Linked DNA regions of Mus musculus: region 2 is linked to region 1. Evidence: chromatin contacts called from public Hi-C data. All regions are on one chromosome and are shown on one strand. The core of a region is the stretch at or near the end of the contact, and the rest is flanking DNA. Distances in the headings are between cores, read along the strand shown. Region 1 overlaps Arhgef28 (Rho guanine nucleotide exchange factor (GEF) 28). Region 2 holds the start of Enc1 (ectodermal-neural cortex 1).

Region 1 (3,693 bases), core at 845-3,344:
TGTGCTTGATTGTTTGTAGTCACGTAGGAAAGGCTGCACACCCACGTTACAGCTGCGTCATGCGTGTGCTCGCATGTTTCAGAGCTGATGCAGACAGAGGTCCACCACATCCAGACTCTGCTCATCATGTCCGAGGTCTTCAGGAAAGGCATGAAGGAGGAACTGCAGCTGGACCACAGCACGGTGGACAAGATCTTCCCCTGCTTAGATGAGCTGCTGGAGACTCACCGGCACTTCTTCTTCAGCATGAAGGAGCGCAGGCAGGAGTCCTGCGCTGGCAGTGACAGGAACTTTGTGATCAACCAAATTGGAGACATTCTGGTACAACAGGTAAGAAGGGTGTTGAGCCGGGCTCAGAACCCTTAATGTTTGCAGAACTCCCTTTTTAGATTTATTCATTTTGTAAGAATGAATGTTTTGTCTGAATGCAATGTCTGTGCACTTTGTGCATGACTGCTGCCCACAGACGATAGAACACAGTATCAGATCCCCTGGCACTGGAGTTACAGATGGTTGTGAGCTACCATGTGGGTGCTGGTAAAGAAACCCAAGTCCCCTGCAAGAGTAACAAGTGTTCTTAATCTCTTAGCCCTTTCTACAGCTCTCCTTTGCAGACTCTTTATTGATTAAAATCCCTTGGAGAAATAGAAGCGATTTTATTACAGTTGCTAGGTAGGGGCCAGGGGCTTTCTTTTATTGGGTGTTGGTGGATCCTGGCTGCATAACAGATGTCAGAGGGCTTCTGACCGCCAATGACTATCTCCTGTGTATGGCTCAGGACCTGGCTTGGCAAACTGCAAGAAAGTCTTTACTGTCTGGAGGTTGTGAATCCCGGAACAAAAGAGTTCTTCTCATTTGTTTATTAACATATTCCAGCGCCTACAGTGGATCTGTGGATCCTTAGACTTGGAGTATTTGTTGAATGATTGATGAGAGAGAGAGAGAGAGAGAGAGACAGACAGACAGACAGACACACCAGGTGTAGCATCAGCTTATTGCTTTAGTGTGGCGTTTCCTAGGTGGATGTTGAAGTGTCACCTTCTCTAAGAATTACAGTATTTGAAATGTTCCCACTCTACCCAAGGCAGCCATGGAGTTAAGCTGTTGGTCTGTATGTGAAAGATAGAAAAGTTGGTTCACTGATGGCATAGATGGAATTAAATACAACATTTTCAATGCATATACAAATGTGGGGGCATGTTGCCTGGTAACCACTCTTACAGGTCTAACAACGGGAAGGTCTGTGTTAGAAACTTTTAACCAGAGAGAGATCTGCTTTGTAGTTTACAGTCTGAGCTCCGTTCTGTCTCTGACGCCTATCTGAAACAGGGTGGCATGAGGGACTTTGCAACATAGTTTAAATAAAATTGTCAGGATGCAGAGAGCATTCAAAACCGAAAGGGAAGGTTTTAATTCTGTCATGTGAAGTTATCTGAATTTCTCTTTCCTTAATATAAATAGTCACAATTTGATCCTTCTTGAACTCTAATCATTGAAACCGGTTTTGTTCTTAGATTATCGTTTTTTCATATTTAATGGAAATGTGTGTCTTTATCAGTTCCGTGTTTAATTTTGTGTGGCTGAAGCAGGGACAACAGTCGTGTCATCGGCATCACTGGACCTGGGCCCAGCAGCCCAAGGGTTAAAGCATAGATTTCCCTTTTGGGAAATGGATGAACTTGTCTGTGTTCCTGTCCCTTGTTGGTATGGTCAGTGTGGCGTGTGGCCAGAGTTCCTGGCTATTCCTCTCGCACTGTTCTTAGCCGGTGGTTGAGGGGCTGGGTTTCCAGGGAACAAAGGAGCAGACAGGTGTTTCAGGGTGTAGGAAGGCAGACTTGGTGCAGCCTAGGGTTTAACTGGATACATGCTTCAGAAGGCTGGGGTTAGGTGTGCTGGCACGGAGTCAGCAGAGACTCGTGTGTGGGTGGGAAATGGTGGATATGGTCCAAGTTCTTTCATTTTAGCTTCAGGGACAAAAGGCTTACCCAAAATTTGTTAAAAAAAAAAAAAATGAGGCTCAGTGTTCTGCCTCTCCGTGGTTTCCATAGGAACGAGCTAAGATCTGAGATTTGCTAAGTAGAATTTTAATTGCTTGCATTGTCATTCCTCCAGTTGTAACAAAGCATGCTGACACCACGGTCAGCATGCTAATCTCCATACCATCTGGACAATGATCTTGTCACAGGGCTTCCTACTTCCCTCTTGCCCCACTCCCAACTCCTCTGTTAAGTCCTGGAAACTGTTTACTTCTGTTATTTTTTTTTCAAAAACATTTTATAAATGGAAATACATAGTATATAGTCTTTAGGGAAATGACACAATTCTTTTAATCATATCAGTGGTTATATCTGTCCAGTAGTTAGTTCTTTTTTTCCTAGTAAAGAGTATTCGATGCTGTGGATGTACCCTGCGTTTCTACATTGCTCACTTATAGGAAGACATCTCATTACTTCTAGTTAATACCCATTACTGATCAACTTGCCATGGTTAGGTACAAACCCAGGTTTTGACTTTGTTGGAATAAAATCTAAAAATGCATTTTGTGGATTTTCTAGTAGGTTTTTTTTTTTAAGTCAGTTGTATAAGGTTGAGATTCACTTCTGTTTCTCTTCTCTTCTGTTTTTGTACAATTATAGAAAGGCAGTTCTCGTCCCCTGCCCCTAATGAGCTGGGTTTTGTGCCTTTGCCAGAAATCACTTGTGTGCGGGGGTTTCTACTCTGTTCTACAGAGTCCTGTGTCTATATCTTTCAATTCTGGCTTGAAAATGGGAACTGTGTAATAATCTTGATAAAGCTTTGTATTCATTTAGATTTTTTTCAAAACGTTTAAACCTTATATGCACGCGTGTGTTTTGCCTGCTTATGTCTGTGAACTACTTTTATTCCTGGTAGCAGCAAAGGTCAGAAGAGGGCATCAGATCCCCTGGAACTGTAGTTATAGAAAGTTGTGAGTTTCCATGTGGGTCCTGGGAAATGAATCTCGGTCTTCTGCAAGAGTAGCAGGTATTTTAAACTGCTAAGCCATCTCTCCAGCCTCTAGGCATTTAGAGTTTTGAACTCTCAATATTGTGTAGTTTTTATACAAGTGTTTTGTTGGACTTTATTTTAGCAACTGTCATTTAAGGATCATCTCTTCAGACGTACTATCTTCAGGTCATCTCATCAACACAGATAAAACGGAGCAGAGGAGAAAAGTCCAAAGATGGTGGAAGGCATTCTAAGTCCTTTTCTAGAGAGGCTGTCTGTCGCAGTGACCTTACTTGTGGATAGATTATGTAGAATGATCATGGTCTTAAGAAAAAAACCTCACAGCTAAATTATGTAGCCAGCCCTCCCAACACTGCCCTATGTCTCTGAATTCTATAAAGATCCCCCTAGGTCAGGCTGATGTAAGCAGTCAGCCCACAGCTTTCCTTCTCCCCACAAGTTAGCATGTTGGTTATTCTCTGTTCTCTTCTCATCATGGCTAATGATCACCCGTGAAGTCAGGCATTCAGTGTAAACAGTTCTACGACTAAGAGTTTTTAATAATGAAGCTGCATAAAAAAACAGAGCAAAAAATAAAGCATTGGATGTTTTCATCTGGCTGCTTGATCGTTTGTTTTGTACAATATGATCCTGTTAGGCTGGCCCTTTCTACTTAATCATTTGCTTTTATTTTAATTTAAGAAGTGCCCTGGGGGAAGGAGAGTG
Region 2 (3,693 bases), core at 769-3,268, 720 kb after region 1:
CAATGTGGAAAGTTCTGCAGAATGACCCAGTGGAGGCATCCTCTGTGAAGACACTAAGCTTAGGAAGTGTTCAGGCTCCCAGGCACTTGCAATCTGCTTGCTTTATCCCCGTGGATGCCATTTAAATGAATGCGTTCGGTCTGAGTTATTTTGAGGAAGACTTTAAGCCTAAACCTCTAAATGATTGTCTCTAGTCTAAGGAAGCTGCCTCCTCTCGGGCTAAGAGCCAAGAAAGGAACACAAGAATCTAAGTGCTAGCAGGCTGAGCTGGAATCCCACGGGGCTGGGGAGTCAGGGTGGTATAAAACAACGTTCACAACCAGGTGTATACTTAAGAAAACAGTTTGTCTAGAAGGCCTACAGGATGTGCACCACTCTGCATCCTGTGTTTATGCTGCTGTGTTTTCTAAGTCTCCCCCAGAAAACCAGGAGGCAGAGTCTAACCTGTCACCTTGGATCCCATCCCACTGGGAGAGAATGTCACTGTCACAATCTCTCATCTTGCAACCACTGTATGATTAAAACAAAAGGTGCTCCTGAAGACCCTAGGGAGACAACGTGCTCTCTGGTTTAGAATCATGCAAACATCAAAATATCCAGACATAATTTATACATACGGTTATACAAAAAACACCTTCAACATAAAACGAATCATCCTTTCCAACATTTTTTAAAGACCCCAGAGACATAAATCTGCATGCTAAGGAAATGACCCCCAAAATGCACACATATACTTAACTTGCGTCTACAAAGAAGGCAGAGAAAAAGACTGCTATTACTGTGAACATCAAAAGGGCACCTAGTTCAGTGACTTCAGTTCACTTCCTGCTGCTTCCAGGCAGGACGTCTGCCTCCAACACTGGGAGCACCTCCATCTCTCTCCTGGTTAAGCCTGATCTCGATCCCACGAGCAAAGAAGCCAGGCAGACGTTCCCAAGCACTCACATTACTGACAACAACGGAGCCACACTATAAAGATGTTTACCAAAATAGCTCTTGGCCACGCCGTCCCCTCCAACACTTGCAACGGCTACTCTCAACACGCTGGACATGCCAGTGAGGACGACACCAAATTACAAGTCCAAGTCCACTGTTTCATCTCCACCCCGCCCACCAATTCCTACCTAGCCTTTGAAATTAATAATGTCATTCTAAAAGGCAAAAGCTTGCAGGAGAAGAAACTCGTTTTTCAGGAACCAGTTTTCATTCATTTGGCTGCAGTCAAGTGGCCGCAGGAGGAGGTCTGCGCATGGCCTCCACCGCCCCCCAAAGCCGGCTACGAGGCACCCTGGGGAACCGATCCCACGCGCTGGGCTTCCTGGAGACTGCTAGGAGCCGGGATATTATCCCCAACCTGGTTCCTCGCACCCACCGATACTTGCCCGGGCGTTACACCGCAGAGGGGAGGCAAGTTGCTCTCCCAGTGCCGTTCCCACTCCAGCGACTGTTCTGCCTCGAGAGCACCTCCTGGGCTTAAGCCTCAGCCAGGGTGGCGGGCGCCGGCTCGATGCTCCCAAGCACACCCCGCGGCCGACTCCCACCGCCCGAAACCCGGGCGCCCGCAACAGGTTTGGGGTTGCAGGGCAAACTTACAGTAGTGGCGGCTGGCCTCTGCACACAACCGGCTGCGGTTCTTGCCTCGGTCACCCGCAGGGAGCCGACGAAGGGCGTCTCTGTTCCAGGAAGCGGTGGCGATCGCCGGGGAGAAAGGAGCGCTGGGAAGGGAGGCGATAGCGTCCGGGGTAGTGGCTCCCGGGCTGGTTTCGGCAGGCAGCTGACCTCGGTCTCCGGATCTGCTGCTACGGACCTGGCGCCCCGGCCGGGCCAAGCGTCTGCCGGCGCGCGCCTAGCCAGGGGAGAGTGAGCCTGCGGCGGCCGCGCCGCGGAGGAAGGCGGTCTGCACGCAGGGGGAGGGAACGGGGTTGCGGCGTGAGCGCTGGCGGCCGCCTGGCGTCGGCTCCGGGTCTCTGCAGCGCCTCCGTCGCGCCGCTGGCTCTGAGGCTGCGGGAGCTGACTGCGCCGGGCCACCGTGCGCCGGCCTATAAGTTGCGCCCGGGAGGGGGCGCGTATGCAAAGAGACTCGCTAGGGGGAGGAGGGAGGAAGCGCGTCCACTACGCGGGCAGGAGCGGGAGGAGCTGGGGGGGGGGATGACGGGGGGGGCGGTTAGCCGGAGAGGAACTAGGGGAGTGGGGCGGGGAGCGAACGGAGACAAAGCGGACGCCCTCGCTCAGCAACGGGCAGCTGCAGCCCTCGGGGACCGGGAAGAAAATAAGTTTTAGAGGCTCGGAGGGTCTTCGCCTCCTCGGGTCAACCCCATTCAAGGCTAGGTCGGGGGCTGGGGCACCCAACTCAGGGGAAAGCAGCCCTAGGCGCTTTCCTGCGCTCGAGGGTGCCGGGATCCTAAGAATGCTCAGTGGAGTAGCCAAGGCCAAGCTGGGGATCCACCGCTCCCGCATGCACTCACTGGGTTAGACACCCCAGCGGCAGGCAGAGCCTAGTTCCCGCAGGAGCAAGGGAAGAAGCCTAGGTCTGGACCTCGGGGAACACTGCAGGTTGCGCAAGTGGACATTGGGTTACTTGCTGGCAAGAGGCCAGACTCCAAACTCTTGTGGGGGGCTTCCTTCTCCACCCCAAGTTGGTGAGGAAGCCGCGGCAGGACTCTGTCTCGCTCGGAGCTGGAGCCGCAGCAACCCCAGCTGGGTCCTGAGGGCCCACGTGTTTCGCAACCAATCGCCCAGGGCCGCTAGATTCAAAGCCAACTCCTCCAAGGAGCAGACACGCTGCCTCCTCCTGGTAGGGAAGATGTCTGTTACCTTCGGAGACTTGGCCTTTCCTGGGTTTGGTTGGTTGGTGGAGTCTGGAGTTCAGTCAAGAAATAGCGTGTCCCCCCCCCCCAAAAAAAACAACAACCATCACCCCACACACACACCTAAAGTCTCGAGGGCCTAGCAAAAGAAGGAACTCTATCCTAAATAAATAAATAAATAAATAAATAAATAAATAAATAAATAAACAAACGTGGCCACAACTGTTTATGACTCTCATTTTTGACTCTCTGTGCTGGGAGCTAAAACGACACTTTGAGTTGGCTCTTATTCGGCATTTGAGATATGTAGGGACGAATTGTATAGATTATTAGCCCAAACCCTTTATTGTGCAGGTGAGGAAAGAGAGGTCTTTGGCGATGTGAATTGCCTGGCTGGAGACCTGCAGGGCCTCAGTAGTGGCCAGGGAGTTTGCCCTATCCTCTTCATCTCCCCAACGCTTCGCCCCCAGTCTTCCTTTTCTTAAGACACCAGGCGTAGCAATGGTTTAAACCGGCGCAGGAGGCTCCACATGGCGCTTCCTGAGACCACAGACTGCTGAAACCCGCAGGGTTGGTCCTTTATCCCAGCTCCCTCTCTCTGGCTTCCTCTGCTATTGAGGCTGATAGATTTTGCTCATCGCAAAGAAAGACAGTGCCCTCTTAAGTCCTTTCTTAGCATTAACTCGTCAGCCTCACGACAGCCTTTTCAAATCTGTTTCCTATTTTAATTTTTGATAGCGTCTTGGCTCCATTTTGCTTTACAGAGCCAGGGAAAAAGCTCGAGGGATTCAAGGTAAGAACCAGGTGTGGAGGCCCCCAGGGGCAGCAAGGAGCCAGGCAGGCAGAATTCCGTTCCCAAGGAGAGAAAGATTACAACCAATAGAAA

What was found. Hi-C and Micro-C count contacts between places; a contact is called where the count stands out from the background.
Region 2: a Hi-C map of bone marrow-derived macrophages shows a contact between it and region 1, with 29 read pairs. The contact joins the promoter of Enc1 here to the enhancer-like site in region 1. A contact is called at or near these places in 3 of 39 promoter capture datasets (embryonic stem cells, frontonasal cranial neural crest and pre-B cells), 3 of 15 datasets of contacts at CTCF or cohesin (CD8 T cells and the NIH/3T3 cell line), 66 of 484 Hi-C or Micro-C datasets (B cells, B-cell progenitors, CD4 single positive thymocytes and 48 more), 39 of 115 datasets of contacts at active chromatin or transcription factors (CD8 T cells, the HPC-7 cell line, T-cell acute lymphoblastic leukemia and 28 more) and 4 of 9 other capture datasets (adipose tissue, liver, macrophages and 1 more).

The regions. Positions count from the first base shown.
Region 1 is chr13:97,957,937-97,961,629 of GRCm38.p6, reverse strand. It overlaps Arhgef28 (Rho guanine nucleotide exchange factor (GEF) 28), which reads left to right. Exons shown (of 36, transcript NM_012026.2): 22 at 83-330. Among named protein-coding and RNA genes, the nearest start is that of Gm34388, 66 kb to the right of the region's middle. Within about 2 kb of position 2,094, at least 30 of the 459 cell types and tissues checked have an H3K27ac peak or open chromatin away from gene starts, as enhancers often do. A contact at or near this core is called in VIP interneurons, bone marrow-derived macrophages, embryonic brain and 5 more, where this site is marked.
Region 2 is chr13:97,239,430-97,243,122 of GRCm38.p6, reverse strand. It overlaps Enc1 (ectodermal-neural cortex 1), which reads right to left and starts at 2,018. Exons shown (of 3, transcript NM_007930.4): 1 at 1,594-2,018.